Regions from separate parts of the Sus scrofa genome. Here regions 2 and 3 are each linked to region 1. Evidence: chromatin contacts called from public Hi-C and promoter capture Hi-C data. All regions are on one chromosome and are shown on one strand. Each heading gives the region's core, a stretch centred on a gene start, on an enhancer-like site or on the middle of the called end of the contact. The rest is flanking DNA. Distances are from core to core; before and after follow the strand shown.

Region 1 (3,893 bases), core at 1,095-3,594:
ACAGAGAGGGGCCACTTCTGGGTCTCCCAGAGGTACATGGGCAGAAAGAACTGGTGGGGCTTTATGGGGGAGAGGAAAGTGCATGGATGGGCTCTGGCCTCCCCTCGGCCTGTACTTGACTGGGGCTCGGACGCTTTATTAGCTGTGTGGCCCTAGGCCTGTTCTTGGGCAAATGATGGCAATCATAACGACAACAAAAGCAGGAATAATAAAGGCTGACATTTATTGAGCAGTTACTATTGTGCTGGGCACTTTACGCCTGTTAATCTCCTGGATGAAGTAGTGCTATGACCCCTACTTTACAGACCAACCACACCAGACCCTCTCCTATCTCTGCAGTTTGCCCTCTGCCATCCCTCTGGCTGCGCTGAGGAAAATCCCATTCATCTGCCAGGCCCCTCAGCTGCAAGCCCTTCCTTTCTTCTCTGCACCCCCAGAGCATTTTATTCTCACCCCTTAACAAGGCTCACTTTCCTTAAGTAGATGGGTAGTGGACACCTCGTTAGGGCTGGGATCTCCCATCTGTATCGTCAGAAGCAGGCAGAGTAAGGGAATGAGAAGAAATTTCTTCCCCATACAGTCAGATCCATTTTCCTAGTGCCAAACTGTCATCTACTAATAGGGAGGTGTATCACCCTCTCCTGAATTTTTAAAACTTTTAATTTTGAAACAGTCTCCTGGATTTTCAGTTTGGAATCTGAGGCACAGGGCAAGGTTCAGGTAACTACCTGGAAGTAAATAAGTGACAATGCTCAGAGTGAGAAATTCATCTCCCAATAAACTGGACCAACCTTCCCGCCTTACTCAGCCCACCAGGATTAAGACTGGCTCTCAGTCCTGGGAACTATGTGGGGGGCACTGTCCTTCACCTCTCCTTGCTGGCCTCCCTCTCTAGCCAACAGTTTTTAGCCTTTTTTGCCCAGTTCATATAAGAAGCTCACAAGCTGCTCTATTACCCCTACACCCCAGAGAGAAAAGGTGCTTCCCAGGCTCCTCCTTGAGGAGTTGTCCAGCAGGCAAAAGTGGGCTGGAGCAGAGAAGCCACTTGACCTGGCTTGCACAGCAAAGTACTCCCTCTTCTGGGGTAGACTCCCATTCGTCACCATTCCCCATTCTCTTCCAGAATTTTCCTTCATCCTCTTGCCTCACTCTCAGGCTTCATCTTGGGGTTTTCCTCAAGCACAAGAACCTCATTTCAAACACTCTCTTCCTTATGCTCTTCCTGCTCCTCACAATAATAATTTATAAACAAATGATTTTCAAATCCATCTCATCTCACCTTCACAATAACCACAGGAGGGTTGCCTTCCAGGTTGGTATTCTGAAAGGCTGAGGAAGCCAGTCCTGTTACACAGCTTGCTGAGGGCAGGATGCTGACACTTCTGTCTGTTCCTTGGCTTTCACTACAGATTAAACCCCTACCTCGCTGCACTGCAGTGAAAAAAAGGTCTTTGGAGTAAGGAGTCTTGGGTGGTTTGGGGCAAGTTCACTTCTCTGAGCATGTTCCTCATCTGTAAACAGGTATGGTGACACCTTTACAGGGTGTGAACTGAATGAGATCGTAAGTGTGACGCACTGAGTACAAGGGATGAATGAGCTTTTTATTTCTAGTCATGGGTAAAGAAGGTTTTCCGTGCATCCACAGGCATTTACCCATTTGGGCACCCTCTTGCCCAAACCGTTTCAGCGCTGCTGACAAGAGCTGGGAGGGATCCTTTTCATCTTTACATCCCCGCCCCTCCCTCCCAATGCTCTTCGGCCCACTCCACCCAATCCAACCCACACTGGCCTCGTCGCTTTCTCAACACCCACTCCCCAGCTCCGCAGCCCCTTTCTCCCGTCTCGCGCAAGTTCCCCTACTTACCTAGACACTCCGCCCCTCCTTGCCCCACCCACTATGCTCCTCCCACAGTCTTAGCCCTCTCGATCCGGGCTTTTCCTAACATCATCTATCCATCCATCCATCCAGGCCCCTTCCACCAGCTCCGCCCCCTCTTTCCCAAAAACGCTCCCCCCTCCCCCCGCGCAGTCACAGGTGTTGCTATTCCCATTGGACAGATGAGAATGGCGAGGCCAGGGTAAGCTAGATGACCTCTCATGGTAGGACAAGTGCCCAGGTGGGCCCGCGTCCCCTCACCGGCTATCCCTGCGCCCCGAACCTCCGACCACGCCGCACCCACCTCCTGCCCTCGCTCTGCAACCTCCCCTCCGCGGGCGGCCAGCGCAGCTTTGCGAGGAGGGTGGAGGGCTGGAGCCCAGCCCAGGGGCGTGTCGGCCCCTGGACCCGCGCGCTGCGATCCGGAACTTGTAGTTCTCCATGGGCTCTTTTGCGGTTCCGCCACGCAAGAGTGAACTCCATCTCCCAGGAAACATTGCAGTTAGGCGTCCAGCTCCCGCCCCGCCCCCGCCAGCGCTCAGGCCGGCTGGCCTTAAAGGGGACGCGGCTTGAGTGGCGGTTCGCGGGGTGGTCCCCGCTCCGGCTCCGCCCCGTTTCCCGCACCTCGCCCCTCCCCCCACTTCGCCCCGCAGCCTTGCAGCCCCGCGGCCGCGCGGTTGAGTCGAGCTGCCGTGGGACTGGCTTGTGCAGAGCTGGGTGGAGAGGCTGGGCTTTGCAGTGGAAGCAGCATCTTTGCCAGCTGGAACCTGGCAGAGGGCGTCCCCACTCCGGGGGAAGCAAAGGACCCGCCCTGACCTAGCCTGGCCCAGGCTGGTCCAGCCTGGCCTGAGCGCCCCGCCCGGGAGCCGGCTCTGAGGCAGGGACCACTGGGGTCCCAGAGGTAAGTGGGCTCAGGCATGTTTGCGGGTTGGGGGGAGGGAGTGTCTGCACCCTAATGGTTCAAGAGCCGGGATACGCGCCTAGGGCTCTTGAATTCCTAGTAGGGTGCTGGGAGGTGGGAGATCTGGGTGCATCCTGGGCCTGGCTGTGTGACCTTGGGCAAGTGGCTGCCCCTCTCTGGGCTTCAAGCTCGTTCTTTATCTATTGTGCATATAGGTGATCCTGCCCTCGCCCCCGCCCCTCTCAGGGCTGAGGGTACCCGCGCCCGGTATCTTGAAGCTACTCCCGCCTTTCAGGGGGTCCGCAGCCCCAGCCTGGGCTAGAAGCTAGTGCACTGGTGTAACTGGAGGAAGGGGTGGGGCCGAGCTGGGGTACAAACTGGGGGATCCAAGAGGCCGCCTCCACTTAGAATGGGTTTCTGCTATTCTCAGCATCCTCCGCTCCGGTGCAGCCCCCTATAATAACCCTCGCGAACAGAAGACCCTGGTTGTCAAACCGGTGCTCGCTCTTCCAGAAAGCCTGGGGTGGGGGTGGGGATGCGGCCATCAGAGGTATGTGAGGGGAGGCCCCCAGAGGGAGTATGTGCTCCCACCTTCTTCCCTTCTCTCTCCTCTGTTCTCTTTCGGTAAAAGACCAGTTACTTTTTCACTAGTGAGCCCCCCACCCCTTTTTATCTCAGGGCCTCCGGGTAGTAGGGCAAGAGGATCCTTCCCAGGGCCTGCCTTGGCTAGAGGTTCAGTTAGAAAATACAGAGAGAGATGCTGCTATCCAGAGACCTGGGGGCCCAGGGAAAGGGACAGCCTGGTCCCTTCACCCCGACCCAAGGGGGCTCTGGCACCCATGGGAGTGAGAGGAGGGAGCCTGGGTGTGAGCCTCGGGGAGGAAAGGGAATGGGCTCCTCAACGCTGGGGTTTGGAGGGGCTGCTGTGCTCTGGGGTATGGAGAGGTCGAGCGAGAACTTGAAGCCCCCTGCCCTGTCCCCTGAAATCCTGTGAGCTTTTGACCTGAGGGTTAACCAGGAACTGGTTGTTTTGTTTTGTTTTTTGTTGTCTTTTTTCTTCAGCTTTGGTTGTTTGTGCCATTTCTCGAATGGGTAACTCCTCCCTCAGGCCTGTCC
Region 2 (3,805 bases), core at 105-2,604, 310 kb before region 1:
TTATTTGTGGGAAGGTGGGGAGGAGGAGGAAAACTATGGGGGGGGGATTAACCCTCTACCCTCCAAAGTGGAGAAGCTGAACCGACTTCACCTCCCCCTCCAAAACAAGAATGGAGAAGGACCCCCTCATCAGGAGGAGGAGCAAACCTCCGACAGGAGTTTCAGGGGTTAAACCGGCCCTGGAGGAGAAGGGAAGAGAGACCAAGCCGACTCTCTCGGGGAGTTCCCACTAGAGGAGGGAGAGATGAAGTGTCCGCTGGCCCCGCCCACCCAGGTGAGGGAGAGAAAGGGGCGCCCCGAGAAGATGAGCCCAGCCTCCCCCGAGATGGTCGGAGGATGTGGGAGGAGGGGAGGGAGTGAGGGAGGGGTGGAGGAGAAAGCGCAAAGCTGGCCGGAACCTGCCCTCGCCTTCCCCCGCCACCGAGAAGGAGTAGGGGTGGGGGCCGGCCCCCGCCGCGGGATACCAGTCCCAGGGGCGACCGACCAGCACAATGACCCTTCCCCGCCCCCAGCCCAGACCTGACCCGCCAAGCCCCCACCGTCCCTGGGCGCCGGGCGGAGTGGCCCTAGGGGCCTCCGCCCCGCCTCCCCACTGCCCAAGACCCCCCGGGCTGGGCGGAGAAGACTGGCCAGGCGGAACTGCGCCCCCGCCGGAGGACAGAGCCGCGGAGGCCCGGGGTGTCGGCGAAGAACGAAGAGAAGGAGTGTGCCAGGGCCGCTTCCCGCCGGGCTTTCGGGCCCCTCGCTTACCTTCTCCGTTGCCGACGTCCGGCGAAGGAGCTTGCAGCACCCGCTCCAGCTCGGGGAACGGCAACTCGGGCAGGTCGAGCAGCGGCCCGTAGCGCTCCAAGAAAGAGCAGACTACGGCGAAGTTGGGGCACGAACCCGGGCAGCCCGGAGGAGCCATCGCCGCCGCCGCTGCCGCCGCCGCCGCCATTTGAACTGGAGATGGAGGAGGAGGAGGCGATGGAGGGGTGGGGGGAGTTGGGGTGCCGAGGAATAGCAGGGCAATCTTACAGGCGACAGGAGGCGCTAGCAAGTGGGCGCCCCTGCGGATCCGAGCGTCTCAGGCACGGCGCCGCGATCCCACAATACAACAGCGGCCCGGAGCAGTCGAGAACCGAGTCAGACGGAGGAAAGAGAGGCGCTCCGTGCCTTTCACTTTCCGCCCTCTTTCCGCACCCCCACCCCCTTCTCCACTCCTCCCACCTCGGGTTTGCACTGCCTCGGTGTGACAGGAGGAATGAAAACAAGGGCTGCAGGGCAGGGAGGCGGGCTGGAAGCTGGGAGGCGGGACTTTGTAGGAACGGTGACCAATAAACCTGAAGGGGGCGGAGCTTCGCGCGTCGACTGGCCGAAAGGCTTTTTCAGGGCGGGCGAAGGGGAGGAGCGTTTAGATGCGACAGCCTGAACGTAGGTGAGAGGTAAAGCACGGAGCGGTTTGAGAGTGCGGCTCCTTGGAGAGAGGGCGTTGGGTAAGTTTTGGGGGCGCTCCTCGACCTGAAACTGGGCTACTGGTTAGTAGGGGAAGTTGAAGGGAGTGAATAAGAGGACACTTGGGGAAAAAGCACGATTATGAGAAAAAAATAGGAGAAGGGAAATGTATTAATTAATTATGTTGGGATGGGACCTTTTATGAAGAAGTCTCAGCGAAAATTTGCTGAGGGATACTGCTGAAGTACAAGAACCGCACCTGTGCTGGAAAAGCAGGGCCTGAAGACTCTGGAGGACGACGGCCTGATGCACCGGGGCTCTGCTGGGATCGTCACCCTGAGGAGTTGTGGTCCTGATAGGAAACCAGGATCTAAAGGGACCATGCCCTTCACGGGAACCAAGGCTTGAGATGACAGGGCCCTCCTGCGGTTGTCTGGGTGGGGGTGGGGGACTTTGTTGAGGTGCGAAGATCTGGGAAACTAGGCGCTGCAGGGGACCAGAATCAGAGGTGGGCTACACCTGCCCTGAGGGCGGACTTGGTAGGAGACTTGGTCCAGCTGGGTTGCAAGGACAAAAAGCAAGACTTGAGCCCTAATAGAATGGCTTCAGGACGTGGCAGATTTTTCATTTCTTTAAACTTCGGTGAAGTGGGAGTGGTTATAGTACCTATATCATAGGATTTTACTAGATAATTCACAGTACACTGATTAGCACAATGCCCTGGCACATTGTAAATTCTTAAAAAATATTAGTTGCTATTATATTAGAAGAAAAGAGTTCCTAAAATTTAGATTGAATTAAGCAATATGCAATTTATACAGTTCATTACTTTGAGCCAAAAGTTTCTGTGTGCATTTTAAGGTTATATAGTTTCTACTTACTAAAAAGAATTTTACAAACAAGGTATAATGTAAACTATGTAAAACAGAATAATAATTAAAGGAAAGTAAAGAAATATATAGGCAATCGATTATGTTGAGAACAGAGAAAATGATCACCACAATTAAACATTGAATTTTGTTCTGAATTTCTAGGTAAAAAGGAGAAAAACCATAATGGTCTGTGTCATATTAATTAGCTAAAGAAACAACAAGACTCCTTTATCAAGAGGAAAAAATTCTGGAGTTCCCTCTGTGGCATGGTGGGTTTAATGATCCTCCTTGTCTCTGTGGAGCTGCCAGTTCGATTCCAGCCCAGTGCAGTGGATTCTGGATCTGGTGTTGCTACAGCTGTGGCACAGGTCACAGCTCCAGCTCAGATTTGACTCCTGGCCCCAGGAACATCCATATGCTGCAGATGGGACCAAAAAGAAAAAAAAAAAAAAAAAAGAGAGAGAGAGAGAAAAAATTCTATGTTGTAAGCAAAATTTATTACCTGGAATACTGATTTCTAATACACAAATCCTTTTTAAAGGAAAAAAATGTTCTTTTGAACTTTAGAAAGACCCTTGAAAATTCCAGTTAAAGAAGTGCTGATGAGGAGTTCCCTTGGTGGCACAGTGGTTCACAAATCCAACTAGGAACCATGAGGTTTCGGGTTTGATCCCTGGCCTTGCTCAGTGGGTTAAGGATCCGGCGTTGCCGTGAGCTGTGGTGTAGGTTGCAGACACAGCTCGGATCCCGCGTTGCTGTTGCTCTAGCATAGGCCGGCAGCTATGGCTCTGATTCAACCCCTAGCCTGGGAACCTCCATGTGCCGTGAGAGCAGCTCAAGAAATGGCAAAAAAGACAAAAAAAAAAAAAAGAAGTACTGATGAAATAAAAATCTACACATCAGTATGAATGTACTTCATGCCATTGAACTATACACTTTGAAATGATTAAAATGAAGAGTTCTGGAAGTTCCCATTGTGGCTCAGTGGCAATGAGCCTGACAGTAGGATGCTGGTTTGATCCCTGGCCTCACTCAGTAGATTAAAGATCTGGCGTTGCTGTGGTGTAGCTCGCAGACTCGGCTCAGATCCGAAGTTGCTGTGGCTGTGGTGTAGGCCAGCAGCTGTAGCTCCAATTCAACCCCCAGCCCAGGAACTATTATATGCCACAGGTGTGGCCCTAAAGAAAGCATAAAAATAAATAAAAATTTAAAAATAAAATGAGGAGTTCCCTAGTGGCCTGGCAGTTAAAGGATCTGGTGTCATTGCTGTGGCAGGGTTCAGTCCCTGGCCTGGGAACTTCCACATGCCACAGTCGCAGCAAAAAAAAAAAAAGGTTAAAATAGTACATTTCATGTTATGTATATTTTGCCACAATAAAAAAGTAAAAAGTAAAAGAAAAAAAGTCTTACTTTAGGAAAATATCTATGGTGATGAATTATCATAGCAAAAAAGTTTTAATTTAATATGTGGTAAAATATCATTTTAAGCAACACTGAAA
Region 3 (3,580 bases), core at 140-2,639, 430 kb after region 1:
AAATATTTTGATTTGGATCTCAGAAAGAACCCCCAAAAATGCAAGGGGGGAAACTGGTCATACTGCTACAAATCAAAGATAGATGAGGACGACAAAAGTAATTGCATCAGTGTGATTCAGCAACCTAATAAACCAAACCACCTTGTTTGGTCTGGTCCTTCTGTGTGGAGCTGCTGCAAATTATAGTATTAACAAAGAAATGAGAGCAGCTCGTCTTTACCGACTGTGGGACACTGTCCCAAATTTTTCTAACTAACTTTTCGGACTCTGTGAGACAGGGACTATGATCATTTCCATTCTCATAAGAGGAAAGTGAGGTTCAGAGCACATGAAGGGCCGTGCCCCAAACTGACAACCTACTAAACAGCAGAAATTTAAACCTAGGCAGCTTGACTCCAGATCTCCTTCGAACTGCTACACTCCACTCTTTCTCCTAATTTATTAAACAAAAGTTATACGCAAAGCCTCATTTTAGGCACTGAGGTGGTTAAAAGTTGACCTAAGAGGTCTGGTTTGGTTGAACAAATTTTTCTGTCAGCCATGTGTGAATACCAAGACAGGTAAGAAAAGGCTCCTGGTCTCAAGGGGCTACTTAAGTGTGAATACACATAAGGGACAAAGGAAAAGGGGCTCGTTCGTTTTTCTGCAAGATTAACAAGTCTACATATAATGCCGCGGTATCACGAAAGCCAAGTTCCAGCACTTTCCAAGTATCTAAACAGTTTTCCGAAAACTACCAAGCCAAGAAAAGGAGAAAAACGTGGACGCACGCACACGATTGCTTAGCTTTTCTAACTTTCCCCTGCCGGTCATTCTGTCCGACCCGACGGGACCAGGGAAGCCTGAACTCGGATGTGCCAAATCGGTCAACGAAAAGGACAAACCTACCCGCTTTCGACACACTAACCTGGACCTTAACGCGCTCCCCATTCACGTTCTGGGCACCGAGAGCGTCCCGCACGCTCAGTTTTGTTGAAGGTTTGTGCCTTGGGCAGGGAACGGAGGAACAGGAGCGCAGGGCTCGGAGGAGACACCGGGCCCCGAACATCGCGCGGCTGCCCAGGCCCTCCTCGTGACCTGCCCTGATGCAGGGAGCGTTCGGACGCAGCCCGCGGGGACCCTCTCCTCGCCCCTCTTCCGGGCCGCAGCAAGCCCTTAGGCGCTCGAGACCCCTTCCCCTTCAAGGGTCCCAGCTCGGTCCCCACGGAACCTCTGCTGCTTCCCGCTTCCCTAAAGGGCGGAACGGAGACAACACATTCAGCAGCAAACGCCAAAAACAAACCGCGCGCCTTGGGCACGCGGGACACCCCACAGACCCTCACAGATTCTAAACCCACGCCTGAGTAGCTGCAGAAAGAGGCGCGGCCCCCGCCCCTACGTCACCACGCCAAGGCCAACGTCATCACGCTGCCGGGAGGTTCAGAGGGAGCATGCGTACTCGTGACCCCAGTTAAAGAGGAGGCGGGGCGGAGGAAGGGAAGGGGTCGGGAGCTGAGATAGGGCGGAGCTAAGACACAAGAACCTTGCGTTGAAGGAACCGGATAGTCTACTGGGGGCTAGATCCGAGTGACTGATGCAGAAAGAAGGCGGCCAAGAGGAGACTCTTGATTGTTGAGAAGATTAGCGTGAGGGGATCAGTCTTTGCGAATTCTGAGAACAGAGAAAAACAAAGCACAGACCCTGGTAAAGTTACAGGTGGGTGGTACCAGACATCCAAACAGCTGAATAAATGGGGGATCAGTTCCCTGGCAGAGCCCAAGCGCAGTATGCCAAAGATAGCTCGCCGGAAAAGGTAGCGCTTTGACAGGTAAGAGTAAGTGAAGAGACCTTGGACAGACGAGTCAGAGAAGGCGGGACAGTGGAGGAGTGTTGGGCATTGCCTGCCAGAATCTTCAAGTCTCGCCCTCTCCTTTTTCCAACACATTTATCTGCATTTGTTTGACGTGGAAATGATGGCTTGTTCATGAATTAAGCCACCTTTCAAATGTATCCCCCCGAATAATTTTATTTCCTGTAACTCATGGATGAATTAGTTTTCTAATTAAAAGATAGAAGTAAGGACTACTTACTTATTATGCCATTTTGCAATTATGCCCTTTTTTTGTGAACTTAGGCACGATGAAGTTAAATGAATTGCTCAAGGATATACATTCTATAAGATTTAGACTCGGAAATCCTGGCTCCTTGCACTAAACTATTATGCTATCAGTGTCTCAAGGTGGGAAATAAAACCATGGTTCCTTCCATCAAGGAATTCATGGTCTTGACATGATGGAGACTAGCAAGAAAACAGAGAATTGTGATATAAACCAGTAAGTACCAATATGCATGTATGAGCCAAATGGAGAGGTGGCAAAGGAGATAATTAAGCTGAGTTTTGGAGGAAGATCAGAATTTTGTCAGATTGGGATGTAGAAAGAGTATTTCCTGCCAGAAGATGGGCAGGAAAGGTTTCCAGGAGGGCAGACAGCCTGGAAGAATTGTAAGACTATTCTCAAGACAGACTAGAAAATACCCCCCTAGTTCTTGGACACTTCTCAAACCTTGAGAGCAGAAACACGGAAACTTGCTGCCAAATGCCGTCAGAATTATGTGAGCTATATGCCTTAAAAAATGTTTGCCTTTGGTATTGTTTGCAAAATCTGAGAAGACAGTCTGAGACACATAGAAATAACGTAGTCTGGTTCAAATCTCCTCTTTGACTACCTTTCAAAGGGACCAAAAATAGTGACCAGCTGGCTCACTTCCTACCCAGGCCATTTGTCTGGCTAGCCTTTCTTTACCAAGTCCCCTTAGTATGCATCTTAAGAACTGTAGTACCAGTGTCAGAGAGGAAGGATCCTGACTTTTTTTTACCCTCTCTCCTTCCACTTGTTTAAGCCAAAGGGTTAATTATTTTCTCAGCAGGGGTACTGGCCAGTAGTATGATGAAAGCAAAGGAAACCTGTGGCTGAAACTGAAAATTAGGTATAGTTAATTAAAAACAGATATCATTGACTGAGTTCCTGTCGTGGTGGCGCAGCAGAAATGAATCTCACTAGGAACCATGAGGTTGCAGGCTCGATCCCTGGCCTTGCTCACTGGGTTGAGGATTCAGCATTGCTGTGAGCTGAGGTGTGGGTCACAGACAAGGCTCCGATCTGTTGCTGTGGCTGTGACGTAGGCCGGCGCCAACAGCTCTGATTAGACCCCTAGCCTGGGAACCTCCATGTGCCGTGGATGCAGCCCTAAAAAGACAAAAAATAAAATAAAATAGATATCACTGACAGTTGGCTATAGCATTTATGTGTCTGATGCTAAGTTCAAGACACTGTATCTGGTGCTCTGTCAAATCATATCATCTTACTTTTATTTTCAGTGCTAGAGTGACACTTCCCCTTTTAGATTCATCCTCTTCCGGACAGTAGCCAGAGTGGTCTTTCTAAGAAGAATATATTACTAGGTCAGTAATAAATGACGGCTGGTGCCATAGGATCCTTAGTATGTGCCAGGATTACTATATTCATATTAATGTGTAAGGTTATATATCTGCACATAGTGACACACCTAATCCTCACAATAGCCCTGTGAAGTACGGTTA

What was found. Promoter capture Hi-C pulls out the DNA fragments that hold promoters and counts their contacts. A called contact is a pair of places that touch in the nucleus more often than the background predicts.
Region 2: a Hi-C map of skeletal muscle shows a contact between it and region 1, with 12 times the contacts expected there. The contact joins the promoter of AAMDC here to the promoter of KCTD21 in region 1. A contact is called at or near these places in 1 of 5 promoter capture datasets (liver) and 3 of 47 Hi-C or Micro-C datasets (heart right ventricle, liver and skeletal muscle).
Region 3: a promoter capture Hi-C map of fetal liver shows a contact between it and region 1, with 3 times the contacts expected there. The contact joins the promoter of NARS2 here to the promoter of KCTD21 in region 1. A contact is called at or near these places in 2 of 5 promoter capture datasets (fetal liver and liver), 2 of 47 Hi-C or Micro-C datasets (embryonic fibroblasts and skeletal muscle) and 1 of 2 datasets of contacts at active chromatin or transcription factors (alveolar macrophages).

The regions. Positions count from the first base shown.
Region 1 is chr9:12,583,513-12,587,405 of Sscrofa11.1, forward strand. KCTD21 (BTB/POZ domain-containing protein KCTD21) reads right to left here and starts at 2,345. Exons shown (of 2, transcript XM_021062565.1): 1 at 2,181-2,345. It overlaps USP35 (ubiquitin carboxyl-terminal hydrolase 35), which reads left to right and starts at 2,516. Exons shown (of 13, transcript XM_013979184.2): 1 at 2,516-2,777.
Region 2 is chr9:12,277,173-12,280,977 of Sscrofa11.1, forward strand. AAMDC (mth938 domain-containing protein) reads left to right here and starts at 1,355. Exons shown (of 4, transcript XM_005667169.3): 1 at 1,355-1,475. RSF1 (remodeling and spacing factor 1) reads right to left here and starts at 948. Exons shown (of 20, transcript NM_001142834.2): 1 at 939-948; 2 at 751-936. The coding sequence starts at 936.
Region 3 is chr9:13,009,508-13,013,087 of Sscrofa11.1, forward strand. It overlaps NARS2 (probable asparagine--tRNA ligase, mitochondrial), which reads right to left and starts at 1,390. Exons shown (of 14, transcript XR_002335551.1): 1 at 908-1,390.